Linked DNA regions of Zea mays: regions 1 and 3 are each linked to region 2. A link is a contact called in public Hi-C data. All regions are on one chromosome and are shown on one strand. The core of a region is the stretch at or near the end of the contact, and the rest is flanking DNA. Distances in the headings are between cores, read along the strand shown.

Region 1 (4,259 bases), core at 443-2,942, 150 kb before region 2:
TGTTATGAGCACATGCGTTACCTCTTGGTAAGCGGTTGATCTTCTTCATGACATACCTACGCTGGCCCCGCGAGGGAGGCAAGCAACATACAAGGAGGGATCAGAAACCGGAGCACACGTCAAGAAAGCAGAGCAGGAGGGAGTCGACGAGCATCGAAAAGGGGGAAAAATCATCACCTCTTTTGCTTGGCCTTGTGGCGAGGCAGAAGAACGTGATGCCCGGATCAACCGCTGGTTCCTCCATTTTTGCTCCGACTCCAAGCGCACAGAACACGTTGGCTTCTTCGCGACGGCCACGACGCTCTTTGGTGGAGCCAGCGGTGCCGACCAAGCCACCGCGGGGGAGGCAGAAGGATGTGGAGCCTCTTCGGCGTCGCAGGGCGCGATTACGCTCCACGATGGCAGATAACCAACTGCGCACCGCGTCGGCCTCCTCCCAACGTTCTAGGGCCCTATCGTGGTCTCGCCAGCTTGCTCTTCTTGTACGATGCGCCGATGTGGCTGGGAGGAGCGCGAGCGACACCGATGCCATGACGGCGGCTAAAATGCCAAACCCTAGACGGGGGAGGGGGGCTTGCGGGTGAATCAGGCGCCTGTTGCACGCGCCGGCGGCGTGGGAGGCTGGGGCCTATGAGGTGCGGTGGATGCGACGCTGGGGCCATTGACGAGCCGAGCGCTGACATCGCGGAGTCCGTTAAGGCAGGGTGCAAGGGGGTTGGGTGGCGCTGGTCGCAGGAGGCATTGGCGAGCGGAGCGCGTGGGAGGCGGCAGAGCGGAGTGGCAAATCGTTCGTGGGATTCACGAGATGGGGGCTGCGTGGCACGGCCATCCCGGGGGCTGGGTGGCGCAGGTCGCGGGACGCGTTGCCGTGCAGAGCGCGCGGGAGGCGGCCGAGCGGAGCGAGAGAGTGTTCGCGGGATTCGCAGCGTGATGAAAGGGCGGCTTGGCAACGACGAGGGGCCGAGGATGGGGAAATGTCGCGCCGCGATTATCGCTCTGGAATGGTGGGCGTCGGGATGCGGGTGAGGGGCAGAACCGTGGTGCACAGTGTGGTCTACATTAGGTACTTATATAGTAGTAGGATATATCCCCGTTGCAACGCACGGGTACTCACCTAGTTATTAGTGAAATTAGCTAGCTAAAAAAGAACTATCTAATTATTAACTAATTTACCAAAAATAACTATCTAGAGGCAGCAAGCCAAGCTCCTCCGATAAGTTTTCACTGTAAAGCCCACACTTGAGCTATAGAAGGGACTGAGAAACTTTCATTTTACACACAAGCACACTAGTTGTAACACGTCTCAAAGCAGTACTACGATTAGCACTACACTGGATTAGGGTGTAAGCCTATACTAGTATAAACCCCGTGTCTGTGTTCATTGCTCGGATCTCCGTGATCCATCATTTGGATTGAGTCCACTCTTGCTTCTCCATCAAACACAAATTTATTGTCCACCGGTTTCTGAAACCACAACACAATGCTTCTACACTATTTTGTATATTAGAGCGGAAACAAATCTAAACAGGTGAATTTAATTCGACCTGAACAGTGTGAAGGAGAACCCTTCGTGGGCCGCGGCCTCCTTTTAACCAGTGGAGAGCGCGTCGTATACGGGAGACCGTCCGTGCCTGGCTGGCCGCCCGCTCATCTTGGTGGCCCGACCGGCCTGACTCTCTTCTCCTTCCTGCGCGCTGGGTCCATATTGTCGGTGTCAGAAGTGGGCCCATGCTCGGTTCGGCCACGCCCCACCAGCCAGCCAGCCAGGGACCCGTCGCTGCCCTCTGGCGATGAGGGATATTACGGGTCTGCCCTGACCACCGCCCACGCGCAGCCAGGGGTAGAAACGACCGCGTCACCGTATTTGACCCCTCACCGTCCCACACCAGTGTCGGCGAGTCCCTCCTGTGCCTCGTCCTCCCCCTTTCCCCTCCGAGTCCAGCCCGGCGCCACCCACTCAGCCGCGGATCCGAGGCGCAGATCCGATCCGGCGATGGCGTCCACGGCGGCGAGGCGGCTGCGGGAGCTGCAGGCGCAGACGGGGAACAAGACCTGCGTGGACTGCGCGCAGCGGAACCCGCAGTGGGCGAGCGTCTCCTATGGGGTGTTCATGTGCCTCGAGTGCTCGGGCAAGCACCGGGGCCTCGGCGTGCACATCAGCTTCGTGCGCTCGGTCACCATGGACTCCTGGACCGAGGCGCAGCTCCGCAAGATGGAGGCCGGTGGCAACGACCGACTCAACGCCTTCCTCACAGCTCGCGGCGTTCCTAAGGAGACGCCCCACGTCGCCAAGTACAACTCCAACGCCGCAGCCGCCTACCGCGACCGCATCGCCGCGCTCGCTGAGGGAAAGCCGTGGACTGACCCGCCCGTGGTCAAGGAGACGCCCGGATCTGGCGCCCCCGCCCCCGCTAGGAAGCCGCCCGTGCACACATCTGCCGCCTCCGGCGGCGGCGGGTGGGACGACTGGGACGACGATTTTCGGCCGGACATGAGGCGGAATCAGTCGGTTGGATCGTTCGCCGCCGCGGGTGCGCAGTCAGGGAGGCAGCCGCCGAGGTCCAAATCAACACAGGACATGTACACGAGGCAGCAACTGGAGGCGTCGGCGGCAAATAAGGAGGACTTTTTCGCCAGGAGGATGGCGGAGAACGAGTCCAAGCCTGACGGGATCCCGCCATCCCAGGGCGGCAAGTACGTTGGGTTCGGATCCAGCCCACCGCCGTCGGCTAACAGGAACGGCGGTGCTGCCCAGGGCGATGTCATGCAGGTTGTCTCTCAGGTAAAAAAGATCATCTTTGTGCTATTGCTACTTATAATGGACAAATCCACTTGACACGCTATTCATCATAGATGAAGAGTATATTATATTTTCCATTGATTGGATAACAATACGTCATCAATTTGTGGAATTAAAATTACTATGGAGTAGGGGTATATGTTTGCCTACAATGGTAGGGCTCTGATCTGAATTTTATTCCTTGCTACTCTTCGGCAGTAAAAATGGAGGATTTTACAATTTGTAACTGTTGTTACATTGACATACATAAACCAATCGCTCTATCTGGGGTTCCTGACCATAAGGAATTTGTTAGTACTGTGGTCTTATCAAGTTTTAGAAGCCTATGTCATCAATTCGTGGAATTAAAATTACTATGGAGTAGGAGTATATGTTTGCCTACAATGGTAGGGCTCTGAATTTTATTCCTTGCTACTCTTCGGCAGTAAAAATGGAGGATTTTACAATTTGTAGCTGTTGTTACATTGACATACATAAACCAATCGCTCTATCTGGGGTTCCTGACCGTAATGAAAATTTGTTAGTACTGTGGTCTTATCAAGTTTTAGAAGCCTAGTGAACAGCTCAACATAGTGATGATGCTTTATTCATCTCGTTTACTGGGTAGTACAGGAACATACTGAGCTCCCTGTAACATATTTACAGAAGACCAGCACCACTTGTTCGAAATGATTAAGCAAAACAGGTTTCGATATACATGTTGGCATGTGTTTGAGCTCAGCCAGTAGCCCAGTACGTTGTAGTTTAATAGCAATTGATGCATTATTGCCCTCAGCTTACTTTGGTCATGTGAATATTTAGTTAGGTGTGGTGACTCCAGCATTATACCTTGTTTTGCAATTGTATATTGGTTTGATATAGTTGCTTACCATAAAACCTTTTTCAGGGATTTGGACGCCTTTCATTAGTTGCAGCATCTGCTGCCCAGTCTGCTGCCAGTGCTGTCCAAGTTGGCACAAAAGAAATCCAATCAAAGGTGACTGATGCTTACCTATTCTCCTGCACAACAATTGATTCCTGGGTCTAGTGTGTTGGCTATGGAGTTTGAACCCCTCTTTGGGGTTCACCGAGCTCATATAACTTTTTTTTATCTTTTCTTCTCAAACACTTCTTGTTTGAATCTTATTGCAACAACACTGCACTTTGAGACAAGGCCATGCTCAGGAATGCTTTTATATTACATTTTAGGAATGCTGCATTTTATCTGTATGCAATATTCTTCTATCAACACAAAATATCCATTCTTAGTTTTGTAACATGAACTTCATTGAACTAACTTTATCACATGTCATTGCTCCTTGATCAATAATCATAGTTGGTATTAGACTACATCATAGCATATTTATGTTGAACTTTTTTGTAACCCACGTGTTTTACATCACTGTTTTTTTCTGTCTGATGATGGTGCTTCTCTGGAATACAGATGAGGGATGGGGGCTATGACCAGAAGGTGAATGAA
Region 2 (4,325 bases), core at 1,723-4,222:
GATTGTTGTCTCTTGCTTCGCTTACAAGGCTTTGAGAATAAGAATGAGAGAAAGAAGAAAGCCAACCAAGCAACAAGAGCAACAAAGAAACACAAGAACGATCCTCTCACAAGTCCTAAAGCACTCGAATTGAATTGGGGACTTTGATTGGATCAGTGGCTTTGATTTGTGTCTTGGAGTGTTGCACTTTGCTCTTGTATTGAATGAAGAGTGATGAATGCTTGGATGGTTGGAGTGGAGGTGGTTGAGGGGTATTTATAGCCCTCAACCACCAAACAACCGTTAGGGAGGGCTGCTATCGATGGGCGCACCAGACAGTCTGGTGCGCCAGCCACGTCACTCAATCGTTAGGGTTCGGGCACAGACGACCATTGGGGCTTTGTCTTCTAGTGGCACCGGACAGTCCGGTGCCGCACCAGACAGGTACTGTTCACTGTCGGGTGCGCCTCTGACGGCTGCTCTGCTCTGACGCGCACTGTTGCGCACTGTTCATCTGATTCTTCAGCTTTTGCAGTCGACCGTTGCGTGAAGGAGCCGTTGCTTCGCTGGTGCACCGGACAGTCCGGTGGCACACCGGACAGTCCGATAAATTATAGCGGAGCGCGTCCTCCGAAACCCGAGAGTGGAGAGTTTGGAGTTGTACGGTCCTGGTGCACCGGACACTGTCTGGTGGCACACCGGACAGTCCGGTGCGCCAGACCAGGGCACTCTCGGTTCCTTTGCTCCTTTGCTTTTGAACCCTAGCTTTGATCTTTTATTGGTTTGTGTTGAACCTTTATGCATCTGTAGAATATATAATCTAGAGCAAACTAGTTATTCCAATTATTTGTGTTGGGCATTGAACCACCAAAATTATTTATAGGAAAAGGTTACACCCTATTTCCCTTTCACTAACCACTAGCTACTAGCTAATAAACTAAATAAAAACTAACTAAATACTAAACTAACCACTAAATACTAACCAATAGCTACGACGTGACGACTTGGTTGTGGCGAGGTGGGGCTTGGTGGTGGCGTGGGCAGCACCGGCGGAGCGGCGACGGCAGGGCTTGGTGGCGACGACCGCGAAGGAGGGGAGGCCGCCGAAGAACGAAGGTGGCAGGGCTAGATGGAGGGAAGACGACATACGTGCTCAACGACGCGGCGGTCGGCAACGAGCTCGAAAAGGAGAAAGAAGGAGTGGCGCACGGGGAAGGAGAAGGAGTTGGCCGACCCATTTACTTCCTAGCTCGGTGGCAAGATCTGTGGCGCTGAGCTAGGAACACGTGGCTGTCGCGTCGGCCCTCGAATGCCATCGAGGCATGTACATTGGCGCCACAGGCTCTGGCATCGAGGCGTTTTACCTCGGCGCCAGGGCCTACGACGTCGAGCAAAGGGTCCAAAACAGAATTAAGTCGTCGAGGGGTCTAAACGTGAATTTTATTCGAAAAAAGGACAAAAAACAAAAAAATCAGTAAGGTAAAGCAGTTTTGCACCGTTCATGTTAAAAACAGATTTCTAGAACAGGAGAAATCACTAGACTTGAAAGTTTGGGCCAGGCCATTTAGGGTTGTCATGACATGTCCCGAAAAAAGAGCCCAAAGCACGACACGACACGAAGGAAAATGGGTCGGGCCACCACGACACGAATGGCCGGGCTGTGCCTCAAACTTAGGCACGATGGGCGACACGACTAGATGGGTCATGCTTGGGCCGGCACGACACGAAGTAGAAAACTAGGGTTAAATGGTTATTTTAAGAATGTATTTTTTAGATATATATAAGTTTTTTGTTCGTGCCGGCACGAGGGATGTCAATTTAATCCGTGGATTCGGATATCCGTCGGATATCCGATCCGATGGATCCGGATATGGATATGTTTTTGACCCACGAGTTAGACCCGTATCCGATCCGAGGTAAAGTGGACATGGATTTGGATATTAAACCTCACCCGCGGGTTATCCGTTGGATATCCGAAATTAACCAATACTTCAATTTTTTTGCCCAGAAAAGTAGACAGCCCAGCCGGGAGCTGGCCCAGCCCACACATGGACACATCAGGATCACTACATCAGCAAACCCTAATCCCTAACATTGGCAATTTATCTATTTTGTTGTTTGCCATGATGAATATGATTATACTGTCATTGACTAAAAAGATTCAACCTCAGCTACTATAGTGGTGGTTTTGTGCTGAGATTTCCTGGTATGTTTTCCATGTATAATTTCTTTATGATAAAATATTATAACTAGAAAATAAAATATTCTTTGATTTGCATGTCTTCTGCTATTACGCACTAGCATATTGTCTTAGTCACATGTACAAGGCTTAGACGCTCAGCTAGTATAGTAGTATTATTGTATTCCTGTACAAGGCTACATCTTGACTGATAATTGGGAAGAAATTTGATTAATTCTATTATTGAATTGCTGAAAATAGATTTTTGTCATATCCGATGGATATCCGAAACCCAATGGACATGAGCATGGATATGAATTTCTACCCGCGGGTATAGTCGCGTGCAAATATTATCTGTAATTGTGGAAATGGCTACGAGCTGATATTTACAGTATCCGATCTGAATTTGACACATTGCCATCTCTGGCCGACAGAATACGATCATCTGTCCGTCGTGCTTCGGGCCCAGCCGAACCTAGCGTTTAATATCTAGGTACGACTCGACTCAGCTCACAATTATTTTGTACCATGATGACCAAAAAAATTAGCATAAATTACAATTGAATCGGACCGGACTAGCCTAACAGTAACACGACCCAACTTCTAACACGACCCAACTTCTAGCTCTAGTAGTGAGGAGTAGAAGAGAAAAAAAAAAAAAAAAAGTAGGAGTACTCCGCCAATATCTGACCAAGCCGCCAGCCGACCCAACCAATCAGTGGCAGTGCCCGTCCGCGTCCCGCTCTCGTGGGCCGTCGCGGTGTCCCCGCCTATATTTTATCTGGCGCCCGCCCCTCCCACCAAAAAGATCTCCAATTCCCCACCCCAAAGAGCTACCCTGACCAGATTTGGCCGCTTCCTCCTCTGCCTCCCGCTAACCCTAGTCCAGCACCCCGAGATCTGCTCCGCGCGAGCAGCCATGGCGGAGACGCTCGACATGACCCTCGATGACATCATCAAGAACAACAAGAAGAGTAACCCCTCCTCCGGCGGGGCCCGCCGCAGCCGCGGCGGATCCGCCCCTGGCGGCGGCAGCGGCGGGGTCGGGCCGACCAGGCGCTCCTTCAAGAGGGCTGGGAACAGGCAGGCGCCCTACCAGCCGCCGAAGGTACGAACGACTCGAACGGGCTGTTGCTCCGCGTCGCCCGGCGGAGGATGCGTGGGCTTCGGACTTCGCTGACTCGGGCGGGAGGAGATGGTCGGTTGGTTTTCTCACTTTGGTGTGACGCGATCGATCCAGGCCCCTGACGCTGCGTGGCAGCACGACATGTACCCTGCGGTCGCCGCAGGAGGCGGCGGCGGCGGGAGGGTCTCGGCGCTCGAGACGGGCACCAAGCTCTACATCTCCAACCTGGACTTTGGGGTTTCGAACGACGATATCAAGGTATATGCTTCGCCGGTTCGAAGAGTGTTCTGTTGTTGCATCTGAATCTAACTTTAAGAAGCCCGTAAATAGCTGGCCTGAAGTGCGATTGGCTAGATTCGCCCTCCTGAAAATTGAGCCCGGAACATATTTGCCGTTTGGGCTGTGTTCCACCGCAGATCTATTGTGGTTACACAGGGCATCAATAGCTGGTGGTTGTCACATCTATGGCTTGTAATTGTGGTGTTTTCCCGTGACTTCGGTTAACATGTTTAGATATTGTTCTTGTGTTTCCTAACAGGGGTGCTTAGATCCAGTGTAGATCTATATCTGTGTATTGATTGTTATTTGTTTTCTATAATTATTTAGTGGCTCTGCATAATGCTATAGGATTTAAAGTTTTCGTAGTATGGTTTCTGATTCAAACATGTAAAAATACACTCATGTCGTATCCACAGATTTGTATCACTTTGGTTTGATCACTTTGCTTCTATTGGCATGCTTATGCTTGTTTGGGGAGACATTGGTTAAGTTTATTACCTACAATGGATAGTAGTTCTTTTTAACTGTGATTTAACTTATGCCTGATATTTTAAATTTTAGATGTGTTCTAGGATCTCAAATTACATTGACGTTTATGTGGATTGATTAGTTTATTACATGTCACATAGATCACATGGATTCCCTTTGTAACCTTGTAAGTCGAATGCCTTGGTAAACATTATCTGACAAGTTTCATATTTATATGATGCAGGAGCTGTTCTCTGAGCTAGGTGATCTGAAGCGTTTTTCGATAATATATGA
Region 3 (4,091 bases), core at 1,285-3,784, 220 kb before region 2:
TCCTATTGAAATTTTGCAATGCAACCTACCTCTGAGTCAAACAACCATCTGAAGCCACAGCATCTAAATAATCTTTTCTCTTCTGAAATGAAGCTAAACGATCAACAAGATGGAAGATAGGACAAGGAAAAAATTAGCACATTCTGAGCAACACACAAAACCAACAGATCCTTAGGTGCTAGCTAAAATACCTTTCCACTTGTTATACTCATCCAAATTAGGAGGGAAACCAATCTTCTCTTCAATGAAATCCCCAAGCATGTTAAGCTTACAAGGTTTCAGTGCTTCCACCACCCTGAATAGAGAAATCCCGGTATCCAAGAAGATGTGATCAATCTGGTTGTCAAATGACTGACCATAATGCTCCTCAAACTCGCACGCATTCATAATCTACAATTTATCAGGTATCATGAGGTCAGTTACCAGACAAATTAAAAAGAGCAGTATAACTTATCATTGATGCAACACAAACAGTACCAGAAAGCTTACATTACTATTGTAATTACACTTTGAGCAGCCACAAGAATAACCCTGTCCATTTATCCGTCCAACCTCCTCCACCTAAATATAATCAAAATGAAGCATAAATGTTGTCCTTGAGATACAAAACCCTATGTTTCAGTCAGTTTACTCAATCAACAATCCTAATGCCAGCAGGAACAACACACACCTCATCCTTCATGTAGGTCACCCTGAAACCTTCAAGAAGTCCAGTGGACAGCAGTCCTCTAACATCTCTAAGGTCACTGTCTAGCTGATACTCTGTTTCTGTCACTCCCACTAGAGCATCGTGCATCACATGGTCACCACCTGCTTCATCTTTGATCTGTTCCGCAGCAGGCCCTTCAATGCCGCATATAGTGTCCAACTCAGCCGTGGAACTGCTTTGCCTGCTTAAAAACTGAAGGAACTAAGTAACATGCAACGAGTACTAATATAGATAATTGCATAAATACTTGTCTGATTATGCCAGTTTATGATTGAACACATGTCCCCGAGTCCCACTGAAGGTCTAACACTTCGCTACGAAATTACACCATCGCATAGATAGTTGCCATAACAAATCGATCAGTGGAATCACTCACTTCAAACCAAGCAGACACAAGCTGGCTTTCTCCTCCTCGGTCAGCATCACCATGGCTCCCCGTCCAGGCAAAGGGGGATCCACCGTCACGCCGTCAACCTGAACCCCGTTGGGTTCCCAGCTAGCGGGCGCGCCTGCTTGCTGCCCCTGCGGCGCAGATGAGGCTTCGGTGGCAGGCACAGTCATGAGTACCCCGGCGGTCGCCCAAAACTCCTCCGCACAAGGGGGCCAATTTCTGAGCTCGTGGAACAGGTCGTAGAGCAACTTGTCGTTGATGAGGAGGATGTTACCGTTCTGGTTCTTCGACTCCGCCCCCACGTGCTTCTCAAACTGCAGCGCCGACCAATGGCGGACACAGGACAAGGTTCTAAATGGGGTGGCATCGTAAGAGACAAATCAGTACAGACAAAAGTAGTTTTATGATGATAACGTGAAGGTTAAGTGATAATATCAGAAATGTTCCAAAATTACATAAATACCGGAAATCCTTTTTGGTTGTACCGAATCACCAATAAAAATCCAATCTATACTTCGAAAAATTGTATATTAGATAAAAATCAATACAAGAAAAATATGTTGACAAAAGTAGTATAGTGAATATACCGCTAAGTTACCAAACATCCATGAAGATATAATTTAGTATACCACTCTGAATGGACGACACATAGCCTAGTTACAATAGAGGTACACTGTACATTGCTGATCACAAAATATCATGCAAAATCACAGAAAAAATAAATACCAATTAGAGACATTGCAAAATGAAGACCATATCAATTTTGAGCAATGAGGAAACTTGATTACATTTCTTAAAATTCAAATGCAATTACTACTGTCAAGTTACCAGATCATACATAATGACTTACGTTTCAAGATACTGAAGTAGAATATGAACGATGACCAACATCAACAGACAAAAATAGAGGCATAAAGCCACTCAGTACAGAGTAATAACAGAAACAAGATAGTCACTAGATAGATATCTGTATCCCTGGATCTTCAGCCACTAGATAGATAATTGTAACTTAATCAGAGTATCAGACTGTGGATATGCCACTCTGTATCTCTAGATCTTTGCACTGAATAAGAATAACATCAACGCAGTCCAAAACAAATATGAAGCCACCCTGCTTTTTAAATCTAAGGCCTGGAACAATTATTGTGACTGGTATCCAGCAACCCAAGTAAACATACAGCAGCAGGCAGGCAGCTTAACTTCCATCCACATAAAGCAAGCAGTACCACTAGACAATACTTCTGGAGCCTTGACTAATATCAAAATCCCTCTCGTGACTCACAGCTCAACATTGTTGGGACCAACAATAACTCATTAACTTTATATGGTTGCCAGTGCAAGCTTGATAGTAACTTGATGTTGGTGTTTTTGGCTACTAGCTAATTCCTTACCTCGAATCGTCGCCAGTGGAATCAGCCGGAACACTAGCTAGGTAAAGTGGCTGGCTTGCTTGCTCTGATAGCTTTCAAGAGGACGGAGAGGAAGCTGTATCCCACACGATCGAAGACGAACCAGACCGCGGTGGAGCCCACCACGAGGGAAGGTAGGAGGCCGTGAGATGGCGGCGGCAGGCGGCCGACAACGAGGGCAGGCGGCGAGGGGAGGGGATCGAACGGCTAGCGTGGTGAGTAGGCCGACCAAGCAGTAGAGCTCTAGATGGGTTGGGCCTAGAGAAAAAAAAAACTAGCTTCTATTAGATTTGGCCCTATCTACTGCATAAAACTTTGTTTATTTTGCTGCAGTAAACGAGGTTATAAAAGTGAGTTGGAGCCATGGGTCATGGCCCACCTTGCCCATGTCCGCCCTTGGCGTCGACAGACGACAGCACCTGCGCGGCGCAAAGAAGAAACCCATGAGAAGATGAAGATCCGAGCAAAACCATAGAACCGGCGAAGTATTCCGAAAACATATAGGTACTTGATCGAGCTGACTGACCTTGTCGTGGCAGCCGCAGCAGGCGTAGCCGCCATCGGTGACGAATCTAGGAGTTCTAGCTTAAGAACTCTAATTTTTCATAAATTTCTGTTTTTTAAAAATAATTATTTTTCTTTGAGAAAATATGAATTCCTAAAGAAAATAGAATTCTCAAACTAGCCCTAAAAGAAACGACGATGTTCAAGTGGCCTGAACTGGGTCTATCGATTTTGTCACAAGTCTTGTGGCCAATGTACTCACATATTATTCCATTCCGAGAAAACGTAAATGTCGGAGAGTAAATCTCCGGCCGGGTGGTGGAATGCACCCACCCTAAATCCTAAGATGAGAAGGGGTCTAAGCTTTTTTCTTGTTAGTTGGAAAATGGGGAGAACACAAGAACACGCAAGGATTTAGAGTGGTTCGGGTCGCCGGAGCGTAACACCCTACTCCACTGTGTGATGTATTGAGCTTGTATGAACTTGTGAGCGTCTAAGTGTGCTTAAGTCTCAGTCCGCTCGAGCCTAAGTGAGCTTGTCTTGTAATGGTGCATGCCTCCCCTTTTATAGTTGAAGGGGGGCACGTACAAGGGTGATGAGCACCGACATGCGGGCCCAGGGACATAGCAGATGTAATACTTGGAGCAACTAATGTTCGTTGCTGGAGCAATCTTCTTGTGCCCTGACATCCATGATCTGCGTAGTATTGGCGTGCAGGGGAAGCTTCCCTGGCAACGTATAAGTGATGATGGACACAGTGCACCTCGCAGCACGGGCGTACTGTTTGACAATGGACTGGACATGCACGCCGCCTGCATGATGGCCTGGATGCCGCCTGTCAGCGGAGTGGACAGGACACATTAAATGCTGAGAGGGCACATCGTCTGTCAGCGGATAGACAGGCGGCGCGTCTTTTCCGCAATAAATGCAGAGGCAGCGCGGCCCAGAGGCCTTACGTCAGGCCCCGCCCGCTGGTTTACGTCACAGGCGATAGTCCACGTGGCAGCATCGGGCCTCCGCCTGAGCGGGGAGTGGAAGCGCACTGGATAAAGCCTGGACACGTGTCAGTACCGGACCC

The links. A called contact is a pair of places that touch in the nucleus more often than the background predicts.
Region 1: a contact with region 2 is called in a Hi-C map of endosperm, with 3 times the contacts expected there. The contact joins the promoter of LOC103634469 here to the promoter of LOC100279524 in region 2. A contact is called at or near these places in 4 of 25 Hi-C or Micro-C datasets (ear, endosperm, leaf and 1 more).
Region 3: a Hi-C map of ear shows a contact between it and region 2, with 2.3 times the contacts expected there. The contact joins the promoter of LOC100279211 here to the promoter of LOC100279524 in region 2. A contact is called at or near these places in 6 of 25 Hi-C or Micro-C datasets (ear, endosperm, leaf and 1 more).

The regions. Positions count from the first base shown.
Region 1 is chr1:41,627,653-41,631,911 of Zm-B73-REFERENCE-NAM-5.0, reverse strand. It overlaps LOC103634469 (probable ADP-ribosylation factor GTPase-activating protein AGD6), which reads left to right and starts at 1,692. Exons shown (of 3, transcript XM_008656039.3): 1 at 1,692-2,782; 2 at 3,687-3,776; 3 at 4,224-4,259. The coding sequence starts at 1,994.
Region 2 is chr1:41,475,148-41,479,472 of Zm-B73-REFERENCE-NAM-5.0, reverse strand. It overlaps LOC100279524 (THO complex subunit 4), which reads left to right and starts at 2,972. Exons shown (of 6, transcript NR_158734.1): 1 at 2,972-3,266; 2 at 3,399-3,542; 3 at 4,276-4,325.
Region 3 is chr1:41,691,216-41,695,306 of Zm-B73-REFERENCE-NAM-5.0, reverse strand. LOC100279211 (Acyl-CoA N-acyltransferase with RING/FYVE/PHD-type zinc finger domain) reads right to left here and starts at 2,534. Exons shown (of 23, transcript NM_001360944.1): 1 at 2,492-2,534; 2 at 1,688-1,783; 3 at 1,564-1,608; 4 at 1,086-1,414; 5 at 671-890; 6 at 490-561; 7 at 192-390; 8 at 30-93. The coding sequence starts at 1,705.